Linked DNA regions of Rattus norvegicus: region 1 is linked to region 2. A link is a contact called in public Hi-C data. All regions are on one chromosome and are shown on one strand. Each heading gives the region's core, a stretch centred on a gene start, on an enhancer-like site or on the middle of the called end of the contact. The rest is flanking DNA. Distances are from core to core; before and after follow the strand shown.

Region 1 (6,410 bases), core at 1,579-4,078, 170 kb after region 2:
TTCAGACTGGGGGGAAGGTAGCCATGTCCTTGACCCCTCTTCAGGACACCTTACCTTTCTGGATCATTTCCTTCGTCTTAAGGTGAGGCATTTTGATGAACATGTTCCCAAAGCAAACCATCACGTCTTCTGAAACAGCAAACAGACATTTCTTCATGTTTTGTTTTTCCCTTTTGAAGCACCTATCATCTGACAGGCACTGTTCAGATGCTAAGAACATAGCAGAACAAGACAGTTCATGCTCTCGTGGAAATCACGTCATAGCAAAAGATGGGGAGTGAGCGAAGCTGTTTTCCACACACCGCTTAAGAACTAGCATGGAAACCTGTAGTGGCAGTTTTGGCATTTTTGTTTCTTTAAAAACAAACAAATAAACAAACACAGAAATCCTGTAAGAATTATGTCTTCCTTATAATCCCAGGTGTGGGATATGGGGAGCTCAGAGAGACTGAGCACAGCAGCTGACTGTGGTTTGCCTCATGCTCTGGCATGATTTTGCCAGCTGCAGATAGTTTCTTCGAGTGTGTGATGTTTGGAATTCTGAGGGCTTTTGAGAGGGTGTAATAACGCTAGGTGCCCCCTTTCCAACCCCCCTGACTTTATTCAAGGATCTCTTTTCTTCATCCTTTTTTCTCTCTTATCTAGTGTTGGGGGTTGAAAAGGTGGAAAAGTTGGGGGAGAAGGGTGGAAGAGCCCAGAGTGTGGCAAAAGGACCAGTTAATTAAACAGACAGACAAAAAACCCAACAACAACAACAAAAGCTGTTTAAAGAGCTGGGAATTGTCAGAGGACTGATGTGTTGAAAGTTGGTATGAGACTTCTATGTAGATGTGACATTCAGGCACAGAACTGAGGAAAGGGAGGACACTACACTTACAGACATGTGGGAAAACAGAGCCAGGCTAACAACCAAGGGACCAGTGAGTGAGCAGGAGAGTCAGGGCTAATAGGGGTGTGGGGCTGGGTCATGGGGAGTCCTGCAGGACAGCTCTGGGTTTCACTCAGGTGAGATAAGCCAGTGGAAGCCCTACATGTCAGCCTTCACTATGGCCTGGATGCTGCCCTCCTTTCCAGAACTGCTTCATGTCAGACCTCTGCTTGCTACCACCAGCCACAGCCACCTGGCCTCAATACCCACCCATGGCCTCTCACCATTTTCAGTTATGTGTCTATGCTGCTTTTCCTCATGTGGAACATAAGGGCAGAACTATTGCTTTTTATGTGCCGTGAGCACTCTCTGTATCTGCCGTCAGTGAGTGATGAGCTAATGGCCTGTCGCTGAAGTGAGCAGCTAAATTCTGAGTCACAGCATATGTCTGACCTGCAACACTGGCTTGCTCTTCTCCACAAGCTGTCTTAGTTCCCCATGAGGGTGAGTCACACAGTCCCAGCCTCCTGCCTGGCTGGTCTTTACCAGGGATAATGAAGTCCCTGAACCAGCTTCCAGGGCTTCAGTAAGGATGCCACAACTTACCAGAGACACTCGGGTCTTTCTGTAGGGCCCTCAGGCCCTCTCGGTTCTGATTCCTCTTGGTGTCCAGGTCTACAATCTGAAAACAGGAGCAGATGGGAACTCAGCTGCCTCCTGCCCCAATCTGAAGAAACAAGGTATCGTTTCTGGTGAAGTTCCAATGTCTTGCCTGACATGGACGACTCAGGTGTGAACGTTCTTCTTTACCCACTTGGTTTCCAGCTCCTCTGTTTGTATGGAGCTTTCCTCCTCCACAGAAGGTGGTGGGAAAATGTTTGCAGATTGAGCCACTTTGTATCATCCACTCAAACTTGAGAGTATACCGGGGTCACCAGGGAGTTAGTTGAGTGTCTCCTCTAGACAGTGACTATTGACAAGCTCTTGTTAAGTAACTCTGACAGTCTCACCAGACATTCAACCATACTGGACTGGAGCAGCTGTTGCACCGTACCACTATGACAACTAACTGCTCAAGAGGCGACTTTCTGGGGCTGCAGCTAGTGAACCATCAAGCCTTTTCAAATATAGATCACGAAGAGTCATTACGGTCATTATGGTAGCTTCTGAAGACCACCAAGTATATGTCTCACCCCATCATTCCCATCTTGTCTAAATCCAGATCATCTGGATCAGCTAAATGGCTCGCTGCACTCTAGGAAGGAGCCAGAGAGAGACTTTTAAAATCTAAATGCACACCTGTAATCCCAGAACTCAGGACACTGACAAGGACATACCACGGGTTGTTCAAGGCTGTCTTAGGCGACACAGTGAGTTCGAGAAGTCTGAGATACATGAGATCCTCTAAAGTTTAGTCTAAACCAACCGATCAATCTATCAGTCACTATTCAATGATAACATCCCCAGGACGAACTCCCTTTAGGGACTACTTACCACAGAACCAGAGCCAAGCACCCCTTTCGGGTCTACGAAGCCTTCAACCAAGCCGCCGCCCCCCACGCACACGCACACGCACATCAGTGTACTGCCCAGACACATCCTGCCCATGTCTCAACAACCTGATTCAAGATGGGCCTGGGACTGCGTTTGGAAAGTGGTGTCAGGGATCCGGGGGACCAGCAATGACGGGGCAGGGTGAAAGGAAGGCAACTGCCCAATACAGAACTGACTGGCGCTCACTAGGCACCAGGCCGCTAGGAGCAGTGACGCCGGGAGGCCCGGTGATCACCCTGCGACGCCGCGCACTTGCGTAGGGCGCTCGCGGCCGCCGCGTCTCTCACCTGCCGCTTGTCTGAGAGCACTGCCTCTGCCAGCTCCTCCACTTCGACCAGGTACCGCAGCACTCGATCCGCCTCGGGGGACACCATGGTGCCACAGACCTCTTCCGACACTCGCACTACTACTTCACCCCAGCTCCTTCCGCGCACGCGCCGTTCTGGGACTTCCGGCAAGCCTGCGCAGTGAAAAGAACATGCGCCTCAGCTGGGCTCCAGAGGGGAGGGTCAGGCTTTGGGAGCAGGGAAGATGCGCCCCCTGCAGGCTCTGATCGAGCAGCCCAACGCACTGCCCTTTCCCCTCCCTTCAAAGGGTTCCTGGGCATCCACCATAAACCAGGTTGGGTGTCGGGAAGGCGGCTGCAAAAGAAGCATCCCGGCTCTAGGAACGTCATTCCATTGGAAAACAGCAAACACTGACAGCAAAATAATTACACATTATGGGAGGTAGCGATAATGGCTTTGGAGACACAGAGATCATAAAGTCCAGTTTAACATCGCCAAGAAACTGAGTGTGGCAAAGAGACTCATATTTTAACCCGCGACACTTTCAGCTTCCAGTTTGTAAATAATGGGTATAGAAATTCCCCGCACTGACTCTCTCTGTCTCTCTGTCTCTGTCTCTGTCTTTCCTGTCTCCCCCCCCCGCCCCCACCACCACGGAAGACAGAAAGGAAGCAGAAATCATTTTAAATTACATCTGGTTGCAGCGTTTGTTGAATCTAATGTCCACAGTAGCAAGCCAAGATTCACAGAAGGAGCTGGAAACTGTCCAGGGTGAGCAATGAAGTGTCAGTAAGATCTGAAGAGTGAATTAGGATCCTGGACTTCCGGGGGGTGGGGGTGGGAGGGTGATGACTGCCCGACAGAACCAGAGGGGTCCCCCAATCTCTTACTGTACATTTGCAAAGCTGGAGGCTTAGAGGCGGGCTACCTCACCCATCCTCTTGTTTTTCCGTGTGTGGAACTGGAATTACCCCAGTGCCTCTCAAGCGCTACACCTGAGCTATATCTCATCTGTTTTCTTTTGTGTGAGTGTATGTGTGTGGTGCATGCATATAAGGGTACTCTGTGCCCCTGCAGAGACAAGCAGAGGCCAGAGCAGGGTGACAGGTGTCTTCCTTTGACATTCTCCACCTTATTGTCATGAAATAGAGCCTCTCGTTGAAACGGAAGCTCTTTTGGGTTAGGCAGCCTAGACTTGGGGCTCTCTGGATCTGCCTGTGGCTGTTTGCTCCCCAATGCTGAAGTGACAGGCCCACACAACCATGTCTGGATTTTTCTGTAGGTGTTTGGGATTCAAACTCAGATCCTCATTCTGAGTGTAAAGTGAACACTCCTCACTCACTAAGCCACCTCCCCAGCCCTAAGACTCAACTCTGACATCCATTTTTTAGTCTCCTTTTTTGACTCTGGGTAACTTAGCCCATTCATATTCTTGGCCTCACTTGAATTTCATGGCCACTTTTGTAGAGACCGGATTACGACTGTTTAGTTATACAGCTGCAGGCTGAGGCTGGGACAAGGGCACAGATCCCCAGGGTGGAGGGTGCTGGTCTCTGTCTCACAACTGTTGACGGACACTGACAAACTGTGGCTCACGAAGCCCAGAAACACCTCCGTCTTGTCTGGCTTTGGGCTTCCTTCAATTCCTAGAGACTGAGACAGTTTTCTCTGCAGCTGCCTGGTGTGGGGATGGAGGAAGCGTCATTAAGGATTCCTCATAGAGGGTGAATTTGTCGCCAAACCCAGGATGTTTTGTGTAAACACCTTCTGGTTCAGAAACGCAGGCACAGGCCCTGTGAAGGAAGTGGGGGTATTTGCCAAAGGAAAAATGAGTCTTCCAGGAATCCCTGGGGTCTGGACCCTAGTCCTGTATCCTCTCTCCACCTTGGGGCCAAAGATGGCTGGAAAAACTGACACCCCTGACCCCTGCTGGGTGGGCCTGAATGGAGAGAAGTTAAGGAAGGTTCCATGTTAAATTTCTTGGCTCTGACTGGCCCTCGGGGGCCACATCTGGTCACTGGATATTGCAGGGAAGGTCATACTCATCTCCAAGAGTCAAAATGAGCAGATTGTGGACTCTGGGACATCTCTGACATTACCTAACTATTCGTGTCATGAAAATGTAGCAATTTCCCAGGCTCAGAGATTCATGAGTCTACTGTGAGCAAAGCCGGTGTGATACCTGCCTTTAGGCTGTGGAGGCAGGGGAGTGGACCATCGACAGGGATATAACCAAATGCATCCTGGATCAAACGTAGATGCGTGTTGCCAGGTCCCCAGCAATGCAAGGTGGACAGGGAGAGATACAGGAGCCATTTGGGATAGGTGGTTAGAGAAGGCTTCTCCGAAGAGGTGGCATTGGAACAAAACTGTGGAGGAGGTAAGGGGTGAGACATGAGGGTACCTGGATGGGGTGAGGTAGCACTGTAGGTAGAGGACGCAGCAGGCACAATGACCCTGAGGTGAGCAGCAGTGAGGCTAATGCACATGTAATAGAATGGGCGAGGGAGAAAGGTGGGAGATGAAGCCAGAGAGGCAAAGGAGCCACTGGATATAAATAGCTGGGGAAAAGGAGGTGTCAGTGCCATATCCTCACCCACAAGGCCCTCCTTGGCCATTGCCTGCAGACTGCAGTCCCTGCTGCCCAGACCTGTGACTTGTCTCTGCTCACTGAGGCAAGGCCAGCAGCAAGTACCAGGTAAGGTTGGCAATGGAATGAAGCCCTAGAAAGGAGGGAGGAATGAGTGACTCATCGCCCACATCTTTACTTCTCTGTGGGGTCGACATTGATGCTTCTCATGTGGGGCTGCTGCATCCATCCACATAAGAGAAGGTCACTGGACCGAGGGGCGGTGAGGATCCTCAGGACATTTGCACACAGTGGCCCTCAGCCTGGTTTGATTTTCTCCCAGTTCCTTTGTTACTGCAGTCATGATGTGTCTCCACCTGTCAGGTCACGTCCTCTCTCTTCTGTGCTGTGTGTCCCCACCTCTGTATCTCTCTCTCTCTCTCTCTCTCTCTCTCTCTCTCTCTCTCTCTCTCTCTCTCTCTCTCTGCTCTCTCAACATCCCTTTCTGAGCATTAGCTTCTTGAAATGGATTTTGTGAATGAAGTTACCAGAGAGAGAGGTCACACCTACTCTGAAAAATCGATGGACTGATCCAAACTTTGTGATTGCAAAGAGTTGAAATGTTGCAGATTCAGAACTGAATTATCCTGTGCTGTCTTTATTCCCCTTTCTAGCCGTTTGTTGCCCACACCTGTGACTTTTTTTTTCCTATGAGGTAAAAACCTTTGAAATATATTTTACGTAGATCAGTAGATCTCACACCACCCAACTGCTAAGAAGGTCAGCAGATAGCGTCTAAAACCTGTAACAACTTCCCCCATTTTGCCATTCCTTGTCTGACCGCAGCCTCCACCAACATATTTAATAAATGGGGTGAATTTTGCCTTTGTTTTGTTCTATGATTATCAAGAGCTCATGTAACCTGGGCTGGGCTTGGTAGCTTGTGCCTTTAATTTCAGCACTCTGAAATTTCAAAGGTATCCTAGAAAGCAGGGTTTTCTGGGCCAGTCAGGTCAATATGGTGAGACCCTGTTTCAGAATAACTCATGTAACGTTTGTCCACAGTGGAGCAGTCATCTGAGATAATCTGAATCTGTGTTTGGGGCAATGGGCTCACATATTTGGCGGCTCA
Region 2 (6,411 bases), core at 2,389-4,888:
ATGGTTGATTTTGTTTAATCCTGTTAACAGTATCCAAGCAGAAAGCTCTTGGATTAAAGGCGTGTGCTAAGGCTGAGCCACACTTCAACAGCAAACAGTTTTCCCAGTAAATAAAAAAAAAAATCTCTGGGTTCACAGCGTGATCAAATATCCTGTAACACCCAAGTTTGGTTTCTAGCACTCCTATTGGGTGCTCACAATCACCTGTAACTCCAACCCCAGGGGCTCTGCAGGCCCCTGCACTCACAGGTACACATCTGCCCAATGTACCCAATTAAAAATTAATCCTAAAGCCGGCTGCTGGTGGTGCATGCCTTTAATCCCAGCTCTTTGGAGGCAGAAACAGGTGGATCTCCATGAGTTCAAGGCCTGTCAGATTGAATTCCAGCACAGCTAGCTTTACACAGAGAAACCCTGTTTTGAAAAACAAAACAATCAAACAAAAAGTCTTAAGAAAGGAAAGAACTTCATCTGCTTGCCATCGTGGGACCTTTTGCTATGTCCCACCCTGCTTAGAAGTGCTAGGAGAGGGCTGGAGAGATGGCTCAGCGGTTAAGAGCACTGACTGCTCTTCTAGAGGTCCTGAGTTCAAATCCCAGCAACCACATGGTGGCTCACAACCATCTGTAATGGGATCCGATGCCCTCTCCCGGTGTGTCTGAAGACAGTTACAGTAAACTCATATACATAAAATAAATACATCTTAAAAATATTAAAAAAAAAGTGCTAGGAGAGGGCTGGAGTGATGGCTCAGTGGTTCAGAGCACTGACTGCTTTTCCAGAGGTCCTGAGCTCACTTCCCAGCAACCACATGATGGCTCATAATCATCTGTAATGGGATCTGATGCTGTCTTCTGGTGTGTCTGAAGACAGCTATGGTGTACAGTGTAATAAACAAATAAATCTAAAAAAAAAAAAAGGTACTAGGAGACCTCTTTATCGATAACAAAGATGCAAAGATGCCCCAACCCATTCCTGGCATTGGAGGTTTTATTGGTGGCCTAAGGTGTCTAGGTTAGTTGGAGCATTCGCTCCCTGTCTTCGTCATTCTTCTATTGATGTGAAGACAATAACCAAGGCAAGACTTAGAAAAGAAAGCAATGATTGCGGGTTTTCTTACAGTTTCAGAGGTTTGATCCGTTATCAGCTTGGCAGGTAACATTGGCACAGAGGGGTAGCAAGAGCTACATCCTGATGTGCAGGCCAGGATAAGAGAGAGATTGAAGAGGTTGGGGATTTAGCTCAGTGGTAGAGCGCTTGCCTAGCAAGCACAAGGCCCTGGGTTCGGTCCTCAGCTCCGGGGGGGGGGGGGAAGGGGGGAAAAGAGATAGATTGAGAGAGGGAGATGGAGAGAGAGAGTGAGATGGAGAAGGGAGAGGGAGAGGGAAGGGGGCTTAGGGGGAGAAGGAGAGAAAACAAAAATTCTCCAAAAAGCTCAGCCCCAGAATCCTGATATCTGTCCCAAGCGCTCTCACCTGAAGTCACCAGTCCCCGCCCCTCCCCCCCCACCCCCGGCATAAGCCAAGCATGTGATAGATCATTTTCTTTTGCCTACAATCTATTAAAAAACTTAATCAGAGTCTGCCCTCAACATTTGCAGGTCTGGTCCCCTGAGGCTGGTGAACTTGCCCGGGAGCCCATCCGAATAAACCTGTCTATTTCTTCAGCAGAGAAAACCGACTGACTATCTCATGAAGTGGGAACTTGAGGATTCTTTGGAAAGTTGGTTAGATGGTGTTTTGCTGGGGCAAATATGTGAAGGAACGTTTTGCTGAAGCAGACACAGGAGAAAGGATGTTCTGCTAAAGCAAGCACATGAAGGACATGTGATGAAGGATTCTTTGCTAATGACACACATGTATTGGTTCGCCTTACATTGTGTAGTTGAGCTGCATTTTTGTCGAGACACCATAGAAGAAACGCACCCAAAAATTCCTGATGGTATGCTGCAGACATTGCTGCTTCTGCAGACTTGGGCTGATTGGCAGAGTGATGCCGGCTAAGACAGACACACGTGCTAAAGCAAGACCTGTGGAGGACACGAGATGTTTGGAGGGTATAAATAGGACTCAGTGCACAGTGACGGAGGCTGAACTAGGCTTGCTTACAGAGCTAGCTGTGCAACGCTTGTTGGTCTCCCTCCTGATGACTGGAGCCTAGGCTAAGACCTGGCTGTCTCTGTTAGATTTGTCACCACTGTTACCACAACTCTACAGAACTGGACCGCTGGTGTATCCATGAAGTGTTTATGGGTGGATGGAGCTGCTGCTGCTGACCTGTGAACTAAACTGCCAATTTCCAGACAACACAAATAGGAATTGCTCCGAAGAACCTTTCTGTATAGGTCCACCACGCCCCCTCACCACGCCCCTCACCACGCCCCCTCACCACGTTCCCCCCCACCCCCAGTATCCTTTCTTTCCAACTACCTCTGGTGGGTGGTGGGCTACGAGGGAGGTTAAAGCATTTAGGACCCATAATTAAAAATAGGTTTTGAAAAAATTAAAGTTACAATCTCACATGACTTTAAAAAGTTTACTCAAACTAATTTTTAGTTAGTATCTAAACTGTGCTTCATTGTGCCTTTTATACATGTATGAAATGCCACATATATCATTGTACCTAACTCTTATGTGCCTCTTTTCTATTACCCGTCTTTTTGTGCTTTCCGATACAGGGTTTCTCTGTGTTGCCCCGGTCACAGAGATACACTAGCCTCTGTCTCCTGAGTGCTGGATTAAAGGCATGTGTCAGCACCTTGCACTTTTTTTTTTTTTTTTATGTGCCTTTTTTGAGACAAAGTCTTCCTATGGAGCTCTGACCAGTTTGGAGCTTTCTTTGCACACTAGCATGGCTTAGGGCTTAGAATGTATAGATTCATCCTGTTTCTGCCTCCTGAATGCTGGTTTCAAAGACCTGGGCTACTACACTGAGTTTATTGCAGGAAACACATTCATATACATGGAGAGAATAATCTTTAAAAAGTAAAACGTTTCCTTCTCACGTTTTTGGGAGGCCTAGGACGCAGCCCACTGCCTTTATATACTTAAATGGGTCTTCTCACTTCATCTAGTCACTAGATTCTAGTACCAATTCTTCCAATTAAGTAGGAACAAGCCTAGCATGATGAGACACATCTGAAATCCCTGCACTTGGGACGTGGGGGATTTATTTATTTTATGTATGTGAGTACACTGTCGCTGTCTTCAGACACATGAGAAGAGGGCATCGGATCCCATTACAGTTGGTTGTGAGCCACCATGTGGTTGTGGGAATTGAACTCAGGACCTCTGGAAGAGTAGTCAGTGCTCTGAACCGCTGAGCCTTCTCTCCAGCCCCCAAGGATCAATAGTTTAAAGTCATCCTCAGTTATACTGAGGATTCAGGAAAGCTTGGACTCAAAGTGGCCCTACCGCAAACAAAACAAAACCTCGGAACCCTATCAAGCCCTAAACAAAACCAAATAGGAGCAGAGGATTCTGGGTTTTGTAGTCGAGTCGTTTCAATGCGCCCGCGCTAGGGACTACATTTCTCTGAAGGCGCTCTGGCCAGTTGCCATCTTGTCCCGCCTCCTAACTTCCGGCGCCGCTGCATTTTCAGAGGCCAATCAGAGGGCAGAGTTGTTAACTTCCGGCTCTCTGATTGGTGCATTTGACCGGTGTCTGAGTTCAAATTTTCAACCGTACTAGTTGTGTCCGGGAGCCGTCTTAGGCGCTGGCTTCTTAGAGTTGGTGCAAGCTGAAGCCGGGAAAGTAGTGTGAAGGTGAGGGGAAGCAGCGGTGCGCCGGGAGCCATTCCTCAGTTTTCTGAGAGGGTGGAGGAGTCCGCGGGGCGGGCCATGCCAGCCTAGACAGCGCGCGGGCTTCGGACGCCGGGGTCGGGACTTGGGAGTGAAGTCTCAGATTCGGCTTCAGTATTCCTGGGAACCCCGGAGCAGAGGTTGCTCCAGGCTGTCAGCTACTAGACGGTAACGGCTGTTGGTGTAAGCACTGTTCTCCAGTTTCCGCACCAAATTTATTAATTAAGCGCTCCTAGCATTACTTTAGGGAAGGAAGTCGAGGCCCAGTGGAGGGAAATAGCCCTGCCATTAAATAGCTTTGGTGGAGGAAAAGAGATGTGATCACCAACAACTGCGTTTGTCTGAGATAGAAAACTAAATCTGGTGTCGTGCCAACACAACTGAGTTAGAGTTTAATTCCATCTTGATTGTCTTCTGTTTGGACTACAACATTCATTTTATTCCATTCTTATTGCCTGCCCTCTTTGTATCGAGTCATTAGGTGTTTCTGCCTTTTTGTCTTCCTTTTTTTGGGACATTTAAAGATTGGAAGGGAAGGATAGATGTGATATAGTATCATAAAGGTCATATAGTATTGTCAGTTGTGCTTACACCCTATTTTCTGATTCGTAATCACATATAATTTTCTCAATAGTAGCAAGGACTCCCACCAAACTGTGTGTGTGTGTGTGTGTTTGTATATGTGGGTGTGTATGTATGTATGTATGTATGTATGTATGTATGTATGTATGTATTTCTGCCTCATCCTTGTATCTTCACATCCTTCATCTTTATTTGCCTTTTTCTCATATTAAAAAACAATTAAAGAACTATTTGGTAATACAATAAAAATATTGGTTTTGCTGTTGTTTTGAGACAGGATCTCTTTTACATATCTCTGGCTGTCCTGAAACTCACTGTGTCGACCAGGCTGGTATCAAACAAGAGATCTGCCTGCCTCTGTGTCCCAGGTTCTGGAATTAAAGGTGTGTGTCACCACACCTAGCTAGTAGGAATATTCTTGTATGTGGCCTCAGTGTAGTATAACACCTGTCAGATTGCCTCACATCATACTGTTTTCTCTTGGTTGGTTTGTGTCTCTTTGGTAATGTCATGTTGTCATTTTTGGTACAAAATTATTGAGGCCTGCAACTAATTGGACCAACTGATTGACCTTTGAGAGTGTATATTATGTGTTTACGTTAGTGGATGTTAGATTTTATATGTATATGGATACATAATGTATTCAAGGTTTTCCTGGTATGCTTGGAATCAAAATGCTTGATCAATATCTTCTTGCTCATGGTAGAAGGGATGACTGGGTTACTCTGTACTTTTTTTGTGATGATAATGATTACTGTTGAGATAGGGTCTTGTGTAGCCCACATGGACCTGAAAGAAAGGCTGTTCTTTTTTTTTTTTTTTTTTTTGGTTCTTTTTTTCGGAGCTGGGGACTGAACCCAGGGCCTTGTGCTTCCTAGGTAAGCGCTCTACCACTGAGCTAAATCCCCAGCCCCAAGGCTGTTCTTTTTTATAGTTAATTTATGTGTTTTGCCTAGGTATCCCTCTGCATGAAGGTGTTAGACCCCCTGGAACTGGAGTTACCAGAACTGCCATGTGGTTGCTGGGAATTGAACCTGGGTTCTTTGGAAGAGCAGCTGGTGCTCCTAACTACTGGGCATCTCTCTAACCTGCACAGGCTGTTCTTGAACTCCTAGTCCTCTTTCCTTCACTGCCAGAATGTTGGGTTTATGGCTGTGCACCACCATAGTCTGTGCTAGACCTGGAGCCCAGGGCTTTGTATGTACTAAGCAAGAATTCTACCAATTTCCATTTTTAAGACAGAATCCGTGTAAGTTACTATTATGTGAATAAATGCTTTGGTTTTGGTTTTCAAGTATTCTGGCAATTTAGGTGTGGAGATGGATGAGACTTAATACAGGGAAGGTTGGGTTTCTGAAGCGTCTGGGATACAAACTGACTGTCAGAAAACAGGGTTTGGCTAGACAGGGACGAGACCAGGCTGCATATATGTTGAATTGGGAGTCTAGGAAGGCCCTGCCTAAGTTGACAGCAAAATAGCAAGTGTGAAAAACTAGATCATAGTAACTTGAAGTATTCTAATATGCAAATAAAAACATTCCTTTGGCCAGGTTTATGCTAATGTGCTCATTAGAACCAAATTCTCATCAGATTATCTTGCAGGTCCAGTTAAGTTTGGCTAAAGAAAAGTTATGTGGAAAAGTCCTTTGTTTCTTGTTCTTGTATCAGGAGAGATTGAATTCTACATTCTCATTATATTTTTTTTCCTTTAGCTTTTCTTGGGTCTGTTCTCTACAATGAGAGCCTGTACACTCAGCTTCTTCCCTTTTTTTAAAAAAATTTCTTTTTAACTTTTGAGCGGAGAATTTAAGTATCCTTTCACAAAGATGTTTTTGGCTTTGTTTTTTATCTTTTTCCCCCCATGGTAGCAGGAAGCAGAACTGATGATGGTGTGATTGACTAGCCTGAGTTATTATGTAAGATAGATTTGTATTTGAGACATAGTCATGTAAATCAGCTGCCACGATCCTGTATAGGAAAAAGATGGAATTAAACATTAATAGAAAAGTGTTGGGGGCTGGGGATTTAGC

What was found. Hi-C and Micro-C count contacts between places; a contact is called where the count stands out from the background.
Region 1: a contact with region 2 is called in a Hi-C map of liver, with 4 times the contacts expected there. The contact joins the promoter of Pdrg1 here to the promoter of Tpx2 in region 2. A contact is called at or near these places in 2 of 12 Hi-C or Micro-C datasets (kidney and liver).

The regions. Positions count from the first base shown.
Region 1 is chr3:161,941,153-161,947,562 of GRCr8, forward strand. It overlaps Pdrg1 (p53 and DNA damage regulated 1), which reads right to left and starts at 2,829. Exons shown (of 5, transcript NM_001014762.1): 1 at 2,710-2,829; 2 at 1,475-1,550; 3 at 55-129. The coding sequence starts at 2,796.
Region 2 is chr3:161,775,082-161,781,492 of GRCr8, forward strand. It overlaps Tpx2 (TPX2, microtubule nucleation factor), which reads left to right and starts at 3,639. Exons shown (of 17, transcript NM_001107790.2): 1 at 3,639-3,967.